Regions from separate parts of the Oryctolagus cuniculus genome. Here region 1 is linked to region 2. Evidence: chromatin contacts called from public Hi-C data. All regions are on one chromosome and are shown on one strand. The core of a region is the stretch at or near the end of the contact, and the rest is flanking DNA. Distances in the headings are between cores, read along the strand shown.

What was found. Hi-C and Micro-C count contacts between places; a contact is called where the count stands out from the background.
Region 1: a contact with region 2 is called in a Hi-C map of skin fibroblasts, with 2.3 times the contacts expected there. The contact joins the enhancer-like site here to the promoter of STIM2 in region 2. A contact is called at or near these places in 3 of 6 Hi-C or Micro-C datasets (psoas muscle, skin fibroblasts and an unstated tissue).

What each region holds. Positions count from the first base shown.
Region 1 is chr2:21,930,403-21,937,327 of mOryCun1.1, forward strand. STIM2 (stromal interaction molecule 2) reads left to right here. Exons shown (of 12, transcript XM_008274823.4): 4 at 3,878-3,989. Among named protein-coding and RNA genes, the nearest start is that of STIM2, 140 kb to the left of the region's middle. Within about 2 kb of position 1,254, at least 3 of the 8 cell types and tissues checked have an H3K27ac peak or open chromatin away from gene starts, as enhancers often do.
Region 2 is chr2:21,788,195-21,794,730 of mOryCun1.1, forward strand. It overlaps STIM2 (stromal interaction molecule 2), which reads left to right and starts at 4,935. Exons shown (of 12, transcript XM_008274823.4): 1 at 4,935-5,460. The coding sequence starts at 5,079.

The DNA of each region.
Region 1 (6,925 bases), core at 4-2,503, 140 kb after region 2:
TGGCATTATTTTGTACGTATGGGAAGAAGCTGAGCCATAGCTATGTTGTCACCACGAATCAGTGGCACACTTAGGAATATAATCAGGTTTCTTTCCAGTCCAGAGTTCTTCATTGGTCTTGGAATAAATTGTTAAAAATCACTGTGAGACATCAGCCTGTACCACTGACCCACCTCGAGCAGGAAGAATAATTTAACAAGGTAGGAAGTGGCATTTCTGTAGCTCTGTGTTTTAAAAGAATACCATGTCCTTCTCTGCCTGCCCTCTGGTAGAAGTGTTGCTTAGCAAGAGCTCTTGTAAAAGACATAGGACAGGTGGGTGATAAGGAACCAGATAGCTTTTAAATGAGTGACTCTTTTAATCAAGGATTTGTGATTTAGAAGAATCCTGATTTGTTTATTTTATTCCCCTTATAAAGAAGTGAAAAATAGATTTCAACAATGCTTATCAATTTTAAACATGTTCTTCATTTATTCAGCAGTATCCAACAAGGAAGCAGACACTGTGGTTGATTCCTTCTGTGTACCATACTGCTGGGGACAGAGTAGTGAGCAAGACAGTATACCTTAGTGAGGTAAACAGATGTTGAAAGAATAATCACACAGGTAAACAGCTGTTTAAATGCTAAACATAAAAAGCGCAGTGTGATTTCTGGTCATATAACAATGTTTGGAAAGTCTCCCTGTAGAATTAAAGTGTTAGCCGAGACGTGGAGGTGTAATAAAATAAATAGTAAAGATCAGGCAAAAGGATAGAGAATAAAGATTTCATTCGAGGAAAGCGGGTACAAGGTCCCTAGGAAGGAGAGAGTGTCATCTGTCCTAAGAATTGAAGACAGAATATTTGGAGCAGAGAAAAGTAATTTAAAACGCAAGTGCTGATCATGAGAAGTGAAGGTATTTACTTGGCTTCACCAAAGAAACCAGACAGCAAAAGGAAAAGTGAACCTCCTACAAAGTAAACCATGGGTTCTGTGTGAAACTGTTGTTTTAAAGATTCATTGTGAAGAAAGCTACTGCAGAACCACTAGCATTTTTTATTTGCTAGGTAGAGTAATCCGAGGATATGAGCAGTTTAAGTATGTATTCTTTTTCACTTGAGTTTTCCTTTCTCTACCGTGTCATTGGGATTGAGGTCCTGCTCTGATGTACCAGAGTGTTTGGATTGGGGGCTGTTACTGTTAAGCAGTCAGGGGAATGGCAGGGAATCTCATCCTGTTTTCTTGGCGTGGTTTCTGTGTGGGTGTGGGAGGTGCAGCTGCGCTGTGGGTTTCTTGGCAGCCAAGCTGGGGCCGTTCTCCATGCAGTTCATCCTGAATAGGAAGAAACCCAAGAGGAAAAGGGCTACTTTGAATGCATTAAATTCAGTGGAAAGCACCGAGGGCTTGAACTTTTGGCTGATGTCCTCAGTTGTTTGGCCAAATGGACACAGCAGCCGCAGGCTGTATCCAGGCTTTAAGGAGAGAACATTAAAAGATCCGGGAAAACTTTGTCTTCATATAAAATCGTCAATTACCACACATAGTTTTTAAGCAAAATTAATTGTTTCTTTAAAATTGTTTTTGACTTAACTTAGGCTTTTTCTCTAAAGGACATTACTGAGACCCTAGCTTTGCTTGCCAGATGAATTCATGATTTTCTGTGGATTCCCAGATCTGCTTTTGTTGCTTGTTTGCTTTTCTCGGCTTGACCTCCTGTATGATTGATAAGCACTTTGTTTTCCCAGATCCTCCAATTAAATGCAGATAACATAGAACTCTTTGTTTTTAAAACATACTTGCATTCTTTCTTTTGGATAAGCTTGCCTTTGCCCTTCATATTCTACACACAGAAACCTCTGAATTGCTTCTAGTATTTTAACGGCTTGTTTATATCTTCACTGTTATTTAGTATTCTTGCTCTTAGAGTAATGTAGAGTCAGGTTGTGTAATTAATTTCACTGAGTTCAACTTCATTCCCACTTACTCCCCTAATCCCATTAATTTCTCAGTTTTTAATCTCCAATATGTGGATAATCATGTAAACAACTCTAGTGTTTTTTTTTTTAATTTGAAGAAGAAAATGCATTTAAGCACTTAATTCAGAATAGCTAACAGAAGAGATGTTAGATCTGATTTTGTTCATAATGTAGATCCTAGCTCCTCAAGTCTATTAATAGCTATAGTCACTCTTCAGAGTGATCTCATTCTGCCTAAAGATCATCTCAATGCTGATGACTCCCCATTAATATCTCTGTCCCTGAGCTTCAGGCTGTGCGTCTGGCTGCTACTGTATTGTCTATACTTAGGTGTTTAACACATGCTTCAATCATAACATGTCTAAAGCTGGCTCTTGGTTGCCATCACCTGCCCTTACTTGCCGCCCCAAATCTATTCCTCTCCATATCCTTTCCTACTTCAGTTAATGACACCACTCTTAGTGCTTTCGGCTTTCCACTAGCTACCAACCCCTGTCCGTTTTATCAGCTTATCTTATCAGCCTTATCCCCAGAATATATCCTGCATGTGACTGATTGTCACTGTCTTCTCTCTTCCCACCAGAGTCTAAGTCCCTATGCACTTTTTTTTTTTTTTTTTTTTTTTGCACTTCTTTCTATAACCTCTTTTGCCTGGACAGTTAGGAAAGGAATGGTTTCCTTTGTCCCTGTTTCCAGTCTTACCCTGTATAGTGCATTCTCCATATCAAAGAATGATTTAAAAAAATTATTTATTTGAAAGAGTTACACAGAGAAAGAAGGAGAGGCAGAGAGAGAGAGAGAGAGAAAGAGAGAGAGAGAGAGAAAGTAAGTCTTCTACCTGCTGGTTCACTCCCCAATCGGTTGCAACAGCTGGAGTTGCGCCGATCCGAAGCCAGGAGTTTCTTCTGGGTCTCCCATGCGGATGCAGGGGCCCTAGGACTTGGGCCATCTTCTGCTTTCCCAGGCCATAGCAGAGAGCTGAATCAGAAGTGGAGCAGCTGGGACTCGAATGGGCACCCATATGGGATGCCGGTACTGCAGGCGGCGGCTTTACCCGCTGTGCCACAGCCAGCCCTAGAATGATGTTTTAAAGACAGATTATTTTATTCCCCTCCTTGTCACTGAAGTGGGGAGATAGCCAGAGTTTGTGGAAGCCTCTCATGACCTGTCCCCTCTTAGACTTTCTGGTTATCTCTCTTTCGCAGTAGCTTTCCCCTCTTATTGGAGGATTTTTCTCCCAGATCTTCACAATATGGCACCTTGCAGTTTTTTGGTCTCAGTTCAGATGTCAACTCCTCAGAGAAGCTTACCCTGACATCTTTCCTTTCTTCCTTAACAACCCGTCACTATCTGAAATTTCCTTCCTCTTCTTCCTTCTGTTGTAAGTCGCCCCATCTTGATCCCAAAGGAATTTAAGTTCTGCAAGGGCAAGGAGTGTCTGTCTCGTTCAGTGCCTTCCACCCGGTGCCTAGAATGGAACCTGATACTCAGAAGGTGTATTAGAGTGTTCCATGGATAGAGCGAAGAGCTATATATCTGGTAAGTGTTCCACAGCCAGGGAGATGATGGAGTATTTCATCCTGCACAGTCTTTGTATAGAGCTTATTTTAAAATCAAATCCTGCCAATATTTGTTCCAATTACTTTGATCTGCCTCTTCTGCTTCAGACTATAAAGCTTTAAAGGTCATAAGATGTCTTTCATTGTTTTTAGCTTCTCATAGAATACTGTGTACTATTTTAGTACTGTTGATAACACTGAGTTGAAAATGCAGTCTGACACTTTTGTTTTCTCTGAAGTTATTATATATAGATATAGATATATGCACACATGCATATATATGTGTGTACATATATATAAATATGCAAAAACTCAGAGAGCAGGTGTGTTGAAAATATGCCCTCCTCTTGTACCTCTTGCAGTTCATAATTGGACCCTTGAGGATACACTTCAGTGGTTGATAGAATTTGTTGAACTGCCCCAGTATGAGAAGAATTTCAGAGACAATAATGTCAAAGGAACAACGCTTCCCAGGTGGGTCTTTATTATTCAAGTATATTTTTCTGCTCACAGATAAACTTAATATACTAGATGTAATTTTTCAGCGCTCAATCCATGTTGAGGGCCCAAAGGAAATTTTATGAATATATTCATTCTCATCTTTTAAAAGTATGTGTTTTCAAGTTTAATTGTTTTTTCTTGTCAAAATAATCAGGCCATTTTAAAAACTTTATTCCCAAGGAGAGTAGAATTAGAGAATTAGAAGATGGGTCAACTAGATCATTTCCAGATAACGTCAAAGGTCAACCTCTGAGCACCTGGCAGATCTAAGAAAAACTTATTTATTTGATGCTGATGAATTTTCATGAAGACACATATTTGAATGGATTGATGCCAAGATCTTTCTTAATCAATTTTTTTAAATGACAGCAATAACAACTTCATCATAGTTGCCATAAATTATACCTCAATTAAAATTGAAATTTAATAAACAGCAACATTTTTAAATGCATGTTACATGGAAGTACTTTATATTATTTCATTTAAGTCTCTTGATTAAAATGTAATATAGTACCATCCCCATTTCGCAGACTAAAAATAACTGAGAGAGAGACAAGTTTGCCAAGACAGTCTTTATTTTACTTAGAAAGACAAAAATAAATAAAATATAATTTGAATTAAACAAAATAGGCCAGAGCAATAAAATGGGATTAGGGGTTTCCAGTATATATGTGTTATCCTGGATGTGAGAACCCCCTGTTTTTATTTTGTTGTCTTTTGGGAAGTTTCCTTATATAACAACAGTGGGAAATTAAAAAGGCTAACTGACATGTTTGGTCAGTAAATATGATAGTCTTTTTTTCTTTTGGGTAAGTGAAGGTTATCAGAGCAGCCCCAAATTTTCAGTGCTAAAGAACTGGGGAGATAACTTTCTACACTTGTCAGATTAATTTTTAAAATACTGAACAGCCTCTTACACAGAAAAATTAAAGATGTAGAAGTTCAGTTTTCAGGTGAGCCCTTTGGAGTCTTCTTGAGTAGAAGAGAAAGCCCTGCTTCTAGGGTAATGACAATTAGACAAGTCAGTTTAAAGGAGCAATGTCAGGTAACGATCATTACTGTGAAACTTACAGAGCTTTTTATAGATTATCAGTAGATACCAGATCATAAGAATATATAGGAAAATGTATTACACATTCCACATAATTGGCTTACTACAACAATCCTGTTGTAAATTGTCCATCCCTACTCAGAAAAATCTGAAATTTAAAATGCTTCCTAAGCCTGATGCCAGAAGTAGAAACTTTTGTATTTCTGATGTCATGTGATAGATTACAGTGAAAATGCAGGTGTACTAAAATTATTGTATAAAAATACCTTTAGGCTATGTGTATAGAAATACAAAATGAATTTTGTGTCTAGATATCTCATTATATATATATGCAAATATTCAAAAATGCAAAAAAACCTGAAACATCTTTGCTTTCAACATTTCCAGTAAGGGATTTTTCATTCTGTATAATGTTTCTTTTCTGTGACATTAAAACACTTTTACATCTGCTGTAGTTAACCAAAAGTACAACAGGATTATGTTTTCTATGATAGTTATTGTAAGCCTTTTACTATCTTTTGTAATTTTTATTGCCACAGCACATACTCAAACACTTGACACATGCGGCCTTATTCATTTCAGACATGTGTCTTCCCTGACATCCTTATACACTTGAGAGGATTCACTTCCATCTCTGGACTCATACTTGCATAAATTTTCATATCACAGTTTAATTTTCATTACATCTCATTGTCTCCCTCCCTCCCTCCTTCCCTCCCTTCCTTCTTAAAAGAAAGACATATTTATTTATTTGAAAGATAGAGCTACAGAGAGGCAGAGGCAGAGAGAGAGAGAGAGATCAATCTTCCACCCGCTGATTCACTCCCTAGGTGGCCACAATGGCCAGAGTTGCGCAGATCTGGAGCCAGGAGCCAGGAGCTTCCTCTGGGTCTCCCACATGGGTGCAGGGGCTCAAGCACTAGGGCCATCTTCTACTGCTTTCCCAGGCCATAGCAGAGAACCAGATGGGAAGTGGAGCATCCAGGACTTGAACCAGCAGCACTGCAGGCAGTGGCTTTACCTGCTATGCCACAGCACTGGCCCCTCATTATCTTTTTTAAATTTAGTCTACTGGTCGTGTTGGTATTGATTCATTTGTACATCCACCCATGCATTTATTCAGCTATTGTTGAAACATTGATCACAGCTTTTGTTTTTGTCAAGTACCATGTTAGGCTTTGGAAGTGCAGAGGTAACACTTAGTTTTAACCTTGAAAAGTTGGTAAGTTTTGTGTTAAAGGTGTCAGGCAGGTGTGGAGGGAAGACAGCTGTGGAGAAGGTGAAGGGAGGTATTTTGTAAAGGGAAATTTAGGGTTTTTCCTTTAAAGTTTCACAGAGGCTCCGTAGGAGTTCTCATTTTTCCCTACTCAAAGGTACTGTACCTTCCCAGATAAAATGTTGTGGTTTAGAGTTGTCTTTGAAATAAAAAATATTTGGGTCTGGATCCCTGCCTGCCTCTTATTAATTATCTGACTTTGGGCAAGTTACTGAACTTCTCACAAGTATCCTGTAAAGTGGAGATAATATATATATATTACAGGGTTTTCTTGAGTATGAATTTAGCCATCGGCACAGGACCCAGCATATAGTAATGCTTGTTTCTATTGTTATTGTTATTAATTATATAATTAGACTCTGTGTCTTGATAGGTCATACTTAGTTGTTAAGAAGTCACAATTGAGTACTGAGTTGCTTGGATTTGCAGTCCCAAACAAAGTGATTTTTTTTTTCTTATTTAACTTGTGACTTTTAACCCCCTACATATGGTTTTCATTACTAATAAACCAATTCAGTACTCCTCTACTTACCCACCCACCCAACCTGGGGGGCTTCTTAGTTCCCACTTGGGATTTCAGTA
Region 2 (6,536 bases), core at 3,685-6,184:
CCTCCTTGGTTGAATTTACTCCCAAATACACATTTAAATGTTATTTTAAATGCTGTCGCTCCCCGTCTTCGTGGAGGAACGACACAGGACCCTGCACTGTTCTTTTGTCTGCTCAGCCCTCCCCAGGTTTGCTGCTGGTTCTTCCCGGGTTGGCTACCAACCCTTCCACCTCCGTGGAAGGGCGGTTCCCCCTGCCACATTCCCCACTTCCTCGGGGGAGCGGCACACGGCCGGCCGGCTCTCTAGGGGGCTACACAGGTGTTCCCTCAGATGTTCCCCTTAGATGTTCCTCGTGCATGTTGTCTCTCTCCTCCTTTACAGTCCTCTTCCGCCAATCCCAACTCTGCTACCCACACGCCTAGCACGCCGCTCTCCTCCAATCAGGAGCGGCTCTTGCAGCTTGTCAAGTTGGTGAGAGGCAGCTGGGTAGAAGCTGTACGCTCCTCTCCCAGCGCCACATTGTGGGAGAGCAGATGCATAGAATAAGTCTTAATTCCAGTAACAGTATAGTCCGAGTTGCTCCCCACAAAATGCCATTGTTTTCATTTCTTTTCTGGATAGTTCATTGCTGCTATGTAGATTTTTGCATGCTGATTTCTAACTTGTATCTTTACTGAACTTATCTGTTTTTAATATTTTTGTGTGTTATGAACATTTGATTGGTACCTTGAGCCCATATGCACTATAGCTTGCCTGATCTATGTATTCTACCATCCTAAGATTTGGTTTTAGAACAGGTGGTCTTAAGTGAATGAAGATTAGGTTAGTAGGCACCTGATTTAGAAATTTAGCCTCTTGCATCACACACGCATTCTTCCAATTCATCAAACACATCTCAAGTCTCTTGCATGTCATGTTTTATCTGTTCATCATGTATCTTTCGTCTTCAGAACTGTCATTACTATCCAAGGCACACTTGTATTCAAATGAAACACTTCTCATCATTTTCAATTGTGATTTTTACTTTTCTCTCCACCACAATTCCACCCTTTTTCACAGGAAAGTTTATTACTTCAGCATTTATCACTTAGTATGTGCTCAATTAATTCACAGAACATCTCAGATTAAAAAGCAGCAGCAGTCCATCATCAGAAATGACCCTACAAATCAAACGGCTCCCTTGACTTCCGTGGACGAAACGGTTGCTTTTGCTCTGTTGGGTTTTTAGAACTGTATTAACAAGATAAACATTCTGAAAGGGTTTTTGATTTCACTCCCTGGGTGCAAAACACTTTCTTAAAATCACTTCCTTCTTCCATGCCCTGAGGAAGTGCAACGCAGCTTTCTACCGTCACTAAGCTAGCTGAGACACATCCCATGTGTTTTAGGTAGCAAGGATCTTCTTGCTCTTGACTTACTTTCACAGCGTCATTTTTTTTTTCTTACTGCTATTTAACAATTCGGGGGCCCTATTTATATGCCAAGGTTTCGTTGCTGAATTCCGCAGCCATCTTCATATTCCGGAGAAGTTTCCAAAAAACTTCTCCGCACCTCGACTCCCTCGCAAGCTCCTGCGGGGAGTGAGTGGGGCGCCCACTCAATGGGGTATCCACCGGAGGCAGCGCTCCGCACGTGTCCGAGGGGCGTAGCCGCCACGGAGCGAAGCGTAGCGGAGTCGTAGGTGCTGCTGCGCCAGCCAAGGGAGCAGGCACCCCTCGCTGGCAGCCCACCAAGAGGATCAAAGGTGGGCGGGCGCAGTTCCGCTGGCCAGCGGCACAGCGCAGGAGGAAGCCCCTCCCGGTTTATATCTCGAGCTGGAATTCCCCACCCCTCCTGCTCCACACCCGCCGAGCTCCCCACAGACTGCCCGCCGCGGCCGCCCACGCGGTGACGTCACCTCGCGGCCATCGGGCGCCCGCCTCGCCGCCCACGCAGTGGGAGCCGGAAGCTCGGGGCGGCGCGCGCGCGCGCGCACGCGCACGCGCGGCGGTGGCCCGGAACGGCGCCGAGCCTGGGAGCTCGCGCACCTGGGGAAAAGCAGGCTGGAGGCAGCGAGCATGCGCGAGGCTGCCGCGTGGCGCAGGCGCCGTGCCTCGCTTGCGGCCAGAGATCCGGTTCTCCGAGTCCGGGCTGGCGACGCGTCGCGGGCGGCCCCGGGGAACTGGCGGGTGGGAGGAGGAGAGCGGGAAGGAGCCAGACCTTGGCGAGGGCGGGTTTGCTTCGGAGGTGGGGGGAGGGTTGGGTGCACGGATCCTGCCGTGTCTGTGTGCTTGGGTACGCCCCAAGAGTTTGGGATGTATTTGCGGGAAGATACAATCAAGCAACGTCGGCAAACCGCGATGCGTTCATTCTAAACTGAGAACATGCTTAGACTACACGCCCGGAGCCTGGGGCCGGGTCTCCCCCGAGGGCTGGCAGCGTACCTGTTTGCCAGGCACCGGGCAAAGACTTTACTGGATTCTTGTACTCTCCTGCTGCCACCAGCAGTCCCGTGGTGCAGGCAGTACGGGGTCCCCAGAGTACGTGGGGAGGGGGAACACCAAGGCTGGGTGAACCTGCGTTCAGGTCTCGCGGCTGGAAAGTGGTGGCGTTGTCTGGGAAGCTCAGCGAAGTCTCGACTGGGTGACAACGAGACAGCCAAGACAATGGCAAACCGCACCGGTGGGGGTAGGCTCAGGACGGAGATGTAATTTGGCCAGAGGACAGGACGGTAGAAAGCTACTGGGTGGCGAGGGAAACGGAAGGGACAGCAAAGACTGAAACCCGAGACGAAAGGGAAGCAATTGCCTCACCTGAGCCTGGTTTTGCTAGGCTTGCAGATGGGAGCGCTTGTAATTCCGGCACGGGCTTTTCCTCCAAAGAGGCGGACTCGTCTCTTGCACTTAGGTTTATGCTGCGAGGCCGGTGACACTGCATCTCCGTGCAGCAAGAAGGTACATTCTGTTAGCTCGTTTAACAGTGGTAATCTTCCCGACCGGTGACAGAGATGATGTAAGGTGCAGAATTTATTCTTGGCCCCTGGCTTCGCTGAGAGGGATCTGGCTCTTGCTGATTCCCAACTCCTTGCTGGCTGTAGTAGAGACAGGGGTAAACACCACTCAAAATCCAGTACCCTTTCAGCGCCAACACTCTCAGTGTCTTTAAAAAAGAAGAGAAGATACTGTATCATCTTTGTTTAAAGAAGCTTGGCCCTGTTGACTTACTAATTTGCTCGTGGCTTGCTCGTGGCTTTATATTGTTATCGCTGTAACACACTTAGTACTACTCAATTTAGCAACTGATTAACTACTGGCTTGTATGAGTGCTAGCCTCTAATTGTTTAATGGGTGTAAATTTTATCTCCTAAGCAAGATTGTGAGAGCCCTAGGCTGGCTGTCTGTATCCCTGAGAGCTGATTTAACTGACTTTTTCAAGTGTCTCTTCTGTGTTGAATTTCCATCACCTATTACCCTGCCTGGCACATACTAGGGGCTAAGTGTTGAATGAATCATGCCTCCTGCAGAGCAGGGAACAAGCCTCCTATTTTCTTTATATTTTTCTAGTCCCCTTGCAGAATTACCTTCTCCTGGCATTCAGCAAATGTGTGACTTCATTGCTGTGCCTTTCAGCAGAGGAAACAGAATCTCCCTGTTGCCAACCAAGAAGCAACCCGTGCCCCCAAGAAGCAAGAAATGAGTGTTGATAGATTGATTAGCCTCAGAGATTCCGGACTCTCTTCTGAAACGTCCATCTGCTTTTCCACAATGAACAATATTCATGGCTACTTTGGCTAGGTTGTCTAAGAAATTCTTTAGATTGTGTAATCGGAGTATCTTCTTGACTTCAGAAAGCAAATGATCAAACAAACAAACAAACAAACAAAAAAACCAAAAACCCAAAACCAATCTGCAAAGTGACACCAAAACGCAAAAGCAAACAGAACGTTGTGTTAGGGATCTTATCTGCAAATCTAAGCTGTGTGTTAATTCACAGGGCTTTAAATTTACAGTGAGCGTATACTCAACACTTTCTATATTTCGAAGGAGGTGGCCTGAAAAATGTGTTGGCAACAAGTTTGCCTGAGAATGGTGCTGGTTCTATCTACTTCAAACCAAATAGGCAGGACCTGCAGCACAAAGACCTGGTTCACGGAACTTTCATCCCAGGCAAGCAACCCTAAGCCGCGTCTGCACCAACCTCCTCCTGGCAGTGGGTTCAGAACAGCCAAGACTCAGGGTTGGGGAGGTGACGATGGCTTCAGGTCTTCACCATCTCCATCCAGCGGCTACTAGATGTGGGCCGTCTCCCGGTTTATTGGCGGTGGGGCCCTGGGGACAAGTTCCTGAACATCTGTGTTCCTTTCCTCTTGTAGAATGGGGAGAGTCACCCGGATCCCAGAGCTACGATGCGTAGGTCTGCCACCTGCTTAGTTAAAGCCTGGCATACTGGCCCGCAGCAAGCGCCCTGTTAAATACTGGGCAAGTACATAAGCCTCCACGTCTTCACAGCCACTGGTAACCCCCAACTAGACTGAAACTCTGGAGACGCCGCTGTTTCCGACGACAACAGTCCCCGGACCCACGCACTGTTTGCAGCCGTCTACAAGGACGTGACGCGTCCCGAGGATCTGGGAAGTCCCGACTCGACTCCCCGCCCCCTCGCTGCCCTCCCACCCCTGATCGCGTCGAGGCGAGGAGAGGGCAGGGGGACATGGCCTCCTCCTCCCCAGTCGCCCCTGCCCCGGCGCTTCCTCGAAGCGTTATAGAAACCAGCCCGGGGCGCGCCCGCCTGTCCGGGAACGCCCCCCTGGGGGCGGGGCTGGCGCCGCGCACGCGCCGCGCTGCAGCGCCGCGCCTGCGCCGTGGCGGCGCCGAGGGAGGCGGGGGATTGGTATGCGAGCGAATGTGTGAGGGGAGGGAGGCGTCCCGGCCGAGCGTGGTACTACGGCGAGCGCGGGCCGGAGGGGGCGGGGGGATGCGCCGCGGCGGCGGCGGCGGCGGCGGCGGCGGCGCGGGCGCTGGAGCCGGGGTTTGGCGGCGCCAGAGCAGCGGATCTCGGTGTCGCCGCGGCAGCAGCGCCGGTGTCGCGCACGGCCTGAAGACGCCGTACCTTTCTGCCCCCCACCTTTTTTTTTTTTTTTTTTTAAATAACCGGAACCAATGAACGTAGCTGGGACCCGAGCTCCAGAGGCCGCCGGTGCCGAGGGGACCAGGCTGGCGCCCGGCAGGAGCCCGCAGCGGGGGCGGCCCGAGGAGTCGCCGGCGGCGGCGCCTCACGGAGCGGGCGAGTGGCCGGCGGTCGGGGCGGCCGCTCCTCTTCCGCGCCCTCATCCCGCCGCGACTCCCGGCTCGGCCTCGGGCTGGCTGCGGCGGCGGCGGCGCTGGGCTGCGCTGCTCTTGCTCGGGCTGCTGGTGGCCGGAGCGGCGGACGGATGCGAGCTGGGGCCGAGGCACCTCCGCGGGCGGCGGGCGTCGGGCTCTGCCGGGGCAGGAGCCTCCTCTTCCTCTGCGGCGGCGGGCGAGAGCCCGGCGCTCATGACAGGTGAGGGCCTGGGGGGCGGCGTGCGCGGCCCGGGACCCCCACCCCCCACTCCGGGAAGGGTCCGCGTCCCGGCCGGCAGGCGCTGTCGGACGGCCGCTGCGCGGTCGCGGTCCCCTGCGCTCCGGACGCCTTCCCTTTCTACCCGGACGGACACCCCGCCCTCGACCTGGGCTCTCCGCGGCGCCGGGCTTCCCCGCCCTTCAGTCGGGCTCCCTGGTCTTCCGATCTGAGCACTGCGGCGGTTTCTCTTTCGTGCTGCAGCAGAGCCATCAGGGTCTGCAGGAGACGGGGCTGATTGTTGTCCCCCGGACGCTGCTAGAAAAGTCAGCAGCAGCAGCAGCAGCAGCAGCAGCAATGCGGTAGTGAGTCTGCCTCTGGTTGCTGCTTTTGCAAAGGCAGCGGGCGGCGAGTCTCAGCCGTTCCGAGCCCTCGGAGCACAGCGTCCCAGGGGAGGCTGCTCAGGAGGATTCTTTGAGAGCCATGAAACCTAGTGGTATTCATGGTCCCGTGTTTGTGTGCATACACGTCTGGGTCGAGTGTGTGTGCGTGTGGAGGGGTGCAGGGAGGCCCCTCTACATGATGGAACGTCTTTGCTGGTGGGAGCATCCCTGGTGACAGGGGGTGCGGAAAGCTCACAGGTGACCAGAAATGCACCCAGCGTAGAGTGAGTGCAGGATCTTCGGGGTCTGTGTATGAGCAGCACGATTCTGATCCACCGCACCGGCACCTTTTGGACTATAGAACGTTCTGGCAATTACTGAAAACTTGCAAACATGTTTTGGTAAGATTAAGTAGAAGACTGTATCCTCCAAAAGCCTTCCAGTGTCTTGTACAACAGATCTGTTGTGGTTTAAGTAATACTGTAAGGATCCTGAGATCATTTCTTTGGGAAAAGAAGTGGAGCTAAAGTAATGCTGATTGTTTTTTCCCCTCTTACGAGTCGTATGTTATTATTTTTAAAAGTAGATCTGCCGGTTTTCTGCATTAATTGAAATATTATAAAGGAGAAAGTGGAACAAGATGATTTTCATTAATTAACCAAAGTGATAGTCCAGCAGGCGTCTGGAAGTTAACAG